Regions from separate parts of the Sus scrofa genome. Here region 2 is linked to region 1. A link is a contact called in public Hi-C data. All regions are on one chromosome and are shown on one strand. Each heading gives the region's core, a stretch centred on a gene start, on an enhancer-like site or on the middle of the called end of the contact. The rest is flanking DNA. Distances are from core to core; before and after follow the strand shown.

What was found. Hi-C and Micro-C count contacts between places; a contact is called where the count stands out from the background.
Region 2: a Hi-C map of alveolar macrophages shows a contact between it and region 1, with 1.9 times the contacts expected there. The contact joins the promoter of GGCX here to the promoter of C3H2orf68 in region 1. A contact is called at or near these places in 2 of 5 promoter capture datasets (fetal liver and liver), 17 of 47 Hi-C or Micro-C datasets (adipose tissue, alveolar macrophages, blood and 10 more) and 2 of 2 datasets of contacts at active chromatin or transcription factors (alveolar macrophages and skeletal muscle).

What each region holds. Positions count from the first base shown.
Region 1 is chr3:59,154,922-59,158,066 of Sscrofa11.1, reverse strand. C3H2orf68 (UPF0561 protein C2orf68 homolog) reads right to left here and starts at 1,412. Exons shown (of 4, transcript XM_003354742.4): 1 at 1,180-1,412; 2 at 978-1,096. The coding sequence starts at 1,286. USP39 (U4/U6.U5 tri-snRNP-associated protein 2) reads left to right here and starts at 1,470. Exons shown (of 13, transcript XM_013987875.2): 1 at 1,470-3,145.
Region 2 is chr3:59,200,570-59,203,748 of Sscrofa11.1, reverse strand. GGCX (vitamin K-dependent gamma-carboxylase) reads right to left here and starts at 1,386. Exons shown (of 15, transcript XM_003354744.4): 1 at 1,222-1,386; 2 at 679-849. The coding sequence starts at 1,264.

The DNA.
Region 1 (3,145 bases), core at 163-2,662:
GCCCTGCTTAGTGGTTTCGGATCAGTGCCATGAGCTCTGGTGTAGGTCCAAGACGTGGCTAGGATCCAGTGTGCTGTAGCTGTGGTGTAGGGCAGTGGGTACAGCTCCGATCTGACCCCTAGCCTGGGAACTTCCATATGCCGCATGTGTAGCCCTAAACACAACAAAACCTCAATCTTCTCATGGACCAAGAATGTGTATGTGTGTGTGTGTATGCACAACATGGCACCCATCAGTTTTATTCACCTTTATCCCTGCCCCAGGACCAGAAGAGAGCCATCTCCGAATAGGTACATGAATGCACATTTTGTCTACAGTATTGGAGAATAGTAGAGAAGTGGATAGGGATCTGTCTGGGTTCAGGCCAGGCTCTACCATTTACTTCTCAGAGATCTCAGGCAAGTTACTCAATCTCTTTGTTTGTACCTGTTTTCCTGACTGTGAAACCCGTGAAAATTCCCATTTTATGAGATCCTCTTGAAACTAAACGAATTGATGTACCTAACACCTAAAAACACTTTAAGGATGGCTCGACAAATTTAGCGGTGTAGGTTTAACTCTCTCTAGAGGGCAGAGAAACTGGGGGTGGGAAGCTAGGGGGAAGGTCATTAACTGGGTTTGGGCTTCATGTCACAGGTATGTCCTGGTCGTCTAGAACAGTGCCAAACCTTTTTTTTTCTGTTAGATGGTGGGAATATGAGAATTCAGTATAGTGGGGGCAAACCAGCAGACAACTTCCTGCCGCTTCCCAGGTATGTCCAGTAATAGTGTTGCTTAACTAGTCTTGAGGGTCCCTGTTCTGCCGGGAGAACCACTGAGAGGCAGCTGGAGAGCGTCGAGGCGGAAGTTCCGGGAAGGGACGAGATGAACTGAGCCTTGGGGGTTAAGGAGTGTGTTTCTTTTTTTCGTTGTTTGTTTTTTGCCATATAGAAAGGAAGAGTGCGTTCAGGCAGAGGGCTAGAGGCAGGCGGCCTCACCTCGGTGTCGCGGCAGATACACCTGCAGGTCCGGCTTGCGGGGCCGAGTGGGCGCGGGCGTGTGCCGCCTCCTCACCTTCTCCTTGGCCGCCTGCTTTACCTTCTTGTCGTAGTCGTCCCTGCGGGGAGCCGAGCGGGAGTCAGGGACGGCCGGGCCAGGCCAGGCCAGGGGTGGCGCCGGTGGCGCGGGGCGGGGAGGTACCGGGCGAGCTGGTTCCGTCGAATGTGGTGGACGAAGCCGTGGCTCATGTCCAGCCGCCCGCCCGGCTTGTAGCAGAGGCCGGGTCCGGGCCCCGGCGCCGATTCCATCTGGAGCTCTGTGCGCGGAGCTGCGCCGCCTCCGCCTCAACGGCTCCAACGGCAGCCCTCCAGCAGGCAGAACTCCGCGCCACCCGTCGCTCGACTTCCGGCTCCGCACCCTGACGTCGGCGGGGAACCGGCCGACCGGGCCGAGCGTCACCACGCGCGGAGTTCCAGGCGTGAGCTGGGCTGGTGGAGTGGTGCTGGGAATGGGACGTGCGCGACTTCCATTCCCCCGGCGGGGCCTTGCCTTTTTTGTGACGTTATCAATAAGAAAGCAGGATTTAGGCTTACTGCTGATGCACCAGAAAATTCAGAAAAATACAAAGCACCCATCACAGCACTCCGTGATTTGTGTGGAGCCTTCTCGTCTTTTTTTCCCGTGATGAGATGCTGCGAAAACTCCATCATCAGCTGCGTGATCGTCTCATCTTACTCGTGATCTGCGAGGTCGTGAGGAGGCCAGTGCCCGGAAGGGCAAACTGCGGCGCCCCCGTTGCTCAGCCCACCCCCCTGCCCGCACCGGGCCCCTCGGCCCCTTCGCCACCGGTGGCGGGGATGCCCCCTTCCAGCCCACCCAGCGCCCACTGGTCTGACGTCTTAACTCTCTCCGTGAGAGGATCTAGAGCTTTTCAGGGGTCTGAGCCTGTGTCATTTTTGAATCCTCTTTAAAAAGAGACAAAAGATTAGAACAGGGATGGATTGATACATCCACACGATGGAATATCGCTGAGCAGTCAAAAATAACGAGCTGTTACACATTCAACAGCGTGGATGAATCTCAAAATAAATATGCGAGTGAACGAGGCCAGGGGTAAAAAGACTGGTTCTGTGTTTCCATTTAGATAAACTCTAGAAAGTGCACTGATCTGGAGCTCCCTTGTGGCTCAGTGGGTTAAGGATCTGGCATTGTTACCACAGCTGCTCTGGTCGCTAATGTGTAGGGGGTTCCATTTATGGCCTGGGAACTTCCATATGCCAGAGCTGGCCAACAACAAGGACAAAAACAAAAACAGAAAGTGAGTGCACTGAAAGCACGTCAATGGTGGGGGCAGAACACTTGGTGGCTGGTGGTTAAGTTCATTATCTCTTTGGTTTTGGACTGTATATGTACCTCCATTGATATTCAAGCAGACTAACTTATGTATTTATTTTTTTTCTGCTGCACCTGCAGCATATGGAAGTTCCATATGCACGTCAAATTGGAGCTGCAGCTGCCAGCCCATGCAACATCCACACCGATCCTCCACACATCATCTGTGACCTACAACTCAGCTTGGGACAACGCTGTATCCTTAACCCACTGAGGGAGGCCAGGGATCAAGTCTGCATCCTCACGGACAGTGTCGGGTTCTTAGCCTGCTAAACCACACCCGGAATTCCAAATTGCACACTCGTTTCATTTGTCTTTTTTATTTTATTTTATTTTTTATTTATTTATTTTTTTCCATTTCTTGGGCCGATCCTGCTGCATATGGAGGTTCCCACTAGGGGTCGAATTGGAGCTGCAGCTGCCGGCCTACGCCAGAGCCACAGCAACGCGGGATCCAAGCTGCATCTGCGGCCCACACCACAGCTCACGGCAACACCGGATCCTTAACCCACTGAACAAGGCCAGGGATCGAACCCACAACCTCATGGTTCCTGGTCGTATTCGTTAACCACTGAGCCCGGACGGGAACCCCTTGTCTTTTTAGGGCTGCACACGCAGTACATGGAGGCTCCCAGGATAGGGGTCAAATGGGAGCTGTAGCCGTCGGCCTTCACCACAGCCACAGCAACGAGGGATCCGAGCAGTGTCTGCGACCTACACCACAGCTCAGGGCAACGCCGGATCCTTAACCCGCTAAGCAAAGCCAGGGATCGAA
Region 2 (3,179 bases), core at 137-2,636, 46 kb before region 1:
TTTGGGTTAGGAAGCCAGCTCCATTAAGGCAGGATTTCTCAACCCCAGGACTATTCACAGTTTGGGCTGGTTAATTATTTGCTGGGAGGCCTATCCTGTGGATCCTAGGTCATTCGGCAGCATCCCTGGCTTTATGTAGACGCCAGTAGCCAACAATTCCCCTTGTCCCCCATCCCAGGCTGTGACAAATACAAATGTCTACAGACATTGCCAAATATCCCTAGGAGAGCAAAATCGCTCCCAGTTGAGAACCACTGGGCTAAAGGAAGTAATGTCACTGTATCTGTCACCCATTCCAAGCATATGTGCTGTGGTCTATGAGTTAGACTCTGGATTAGAGAGCCATAGCCAGAATGTCTGCCCTGTCACCCCTGCCATTTCTCTGAAGCAGTTACTGGGCAACTTCATGCCACAGATAATACGGGTTCCTGTTCCTCTGACTCTGTATTTCCTATAGCCTCAGATCAAAGCATTTCTGGCCTCCAAACCCTAATGGGAAGAGACAAACCTGGGTTCGATCCTAAAGTTCACAAAGACCTCTCACAGATTATCAGTAACTTCTGGTCTTAGGAAAAGCAAGGTAAGTCTACTAAGCAGGTAAGTAGCCAAGAAAAGGACAAGGGACAATTGTCATTCTCCCACCCCCAACCACACTGCCCCTCCCCAAAGTGGACTTACCAAAGAGAAAACGGAAGACTGCCAGGCTTGCAGGATCCGTTGGTCTATTCAGCAGGGTCACCAGTCTCCCCCAGCTGGACACATCTGTCCACTCAAAACCCAAGAGTTTCCCCATTCGGCTGCTCTGAGGGGGCCCTGAGGTCTGTCCAGACTTGTCTTTCTGTACTTTATCTGCAACCAATAGGTGGAGAGAGAAATGCGCGTTTGGGTGGTGATGCTTTAAAACAGGCTTCTCCAGATATCACAGTCCCAGGCTCCTGCCAACCTGGGTTCTCCCACTGATCTCTGGCTAACCGAAACATCCCTGCAGTGCAGCCCCTCCTCCAGGATCCCCCAATGCCCCAGAATCTTTTTCAGACTATATCCTCCTAACCGCAAAGCACCCCGAATATCATAGCCACCCCAAAGCCAAAGACTGCAACATCTCTACAAGCCTATTCCCAACCAAGTCTTCCCCGGGTTCCACAGGGCAGTGTTCCCGCTTCCATCCCTCTGAAACCAGCGCCCCTCTCTAACAGCCACAAGGCGGGGTTCTGAGCCTACCAGAGTGGGGCTGGGCCCGCGCGGACCGAGCAGACACCCCCATGGCCTCGGGGAGCTAGATCCACCACAGCTGCACGTCGGAGCAGGGAGCGTCGCAGGGACTGGCTCCCCCAAGCCCCGCCTCCCCGACACATCAGCACCTGCGAGGCGAGCCGGAAAGCGCCCGGACTGTCGTGAAGGGCCCTAGTCTACCGCACCGGGTCCCTCGCTTGGCGGCAGAGGGCGGAGCAAATGGCCTTGGGGCGGGGCGACGAGGCCGCGAAGAGACGTGGTCTGGCCTCACTTTACCGGGTGACGGAGGAGGTACGGAGACGCAGCTGAATCCGCCTCAGTTCTACAGAACGACCAGTCTTTCGCTAGAGGCCTCCGGAGCCCTCTTTTCTCTTTCAACCTAGACTCGAAATGCCTGCAACTTCGCTGGGGCCCTCCCGGGACCCCAGTAGACCTCTCCACGTTACTGTAGTGTCCCTTCGATGCTCCCTGATGTGAGCAGTGTGGGCACAAATGCCAGACTTTCCAGAGAGGTTCACTGCCGAGGTGAGGACACACCTGGAAGAACTGCCCCGGCGTAGAGACTGTGCGAGTTTCTTTATGTGTCTTTCTGGTACCTGCCAAGAACCAGAGGTTTGAAAACAGCAGGGAGAACCGAAAAAAATAACCGCAGAGGGAATGCAGAGTAGGGGCAGTGACTAGAGTGTGGTCTATCAGGAAAATTCTTAGGTGAGTCTGAATAGCATTGTAACATCAAATTCTCTGCACTGGGATTGGCCAGCAGGATCAGACATAGGCATCTTAGAGCATGTGTTCTCACATTCTTATTCTCAGAACCCCTTTACACCGCGCTACACACATTATCGAGAACCCTAAAAGAACTTTTATTTATTTATGTGTTCTTTTTAGGGCCGCACCTGTGGCATATGGAGGTTCCCAGGCTAGGGGTCTAATCCGAGCTACAGCTGCCAGCTTACGCCAGAACCACAGCAACACCAGATCCAAGCCTCATCTGCAACCTACACCACAGCTCACGGCAGTGCTGGATCCTTAACCCACTGAGCGAGGCCAGGGATCGAACCCACAAACTCATGGTTCCTAGTTGGATTTGTTTCCGCTGTGCCATTATGGGAACTCCAGAACTTTTATTTATATGAGTTACGTTTTTCTGTTTTTAGTATATTGGAAATTTACACTGAGAAATGTATAAAAGTGTTGATTCACTAATAGAAAAAAGTAATAAACTCTTTACATGTCTACATAACATTTTTATTAAAAAGTATGTTTTCCACACAAAAAAAAGTTACATGAGAGCAGTATATTGTTTTACATGCAAATCTCATTAATATCTGGCTTAATTGAAGAGAGCTGGATTCTCATATCTGCTTCTATATTCCATCTGTTCTGAAATGGCATTGATTTAAGTATGTGAAGGAAATCTGGCCCCATAGATATTTAGTTGGAAAAAAGCATTCTAGGAATTCCCTGGTGGCCCATCAGGTTAAGGATCTGGTGTTTTCACTCCTGTGGCTCAGGTTGCTGTGGTGAAACAGCTTTGATCCCTGGCCTGGGAACTTCTGCATGCTGCCAGCACAGTTCTGCCTCCCCAAGAAAAGCATTTTAATAGCCTGTTTAGATGATTGTGGATACCACAATGAAGGTGTGATGCCCCACCTAAACTTATAAATGGCTTTTAAAAGGTTAGTCAGATGTGAAATCAGAAGTCAATAATAAACTTTTTGCTCTGTTACATTAAAATCATTGGTATGTCTTGCACTTTGAATAGACCCTTTAGTCATGCATGAATTTGTAAAATCATACATACGGTCATTTGGAAAACATTGGTTCACTGAGTTATACAGCTCTTCCAAATGCAGAATCAATCTCTCTCTCTCCTTCTCTTTTATGGCCATAACTGCAGCATATGGAAGTTCCTGGGCCAGGAATTGAATCCATGCCATCTCAGT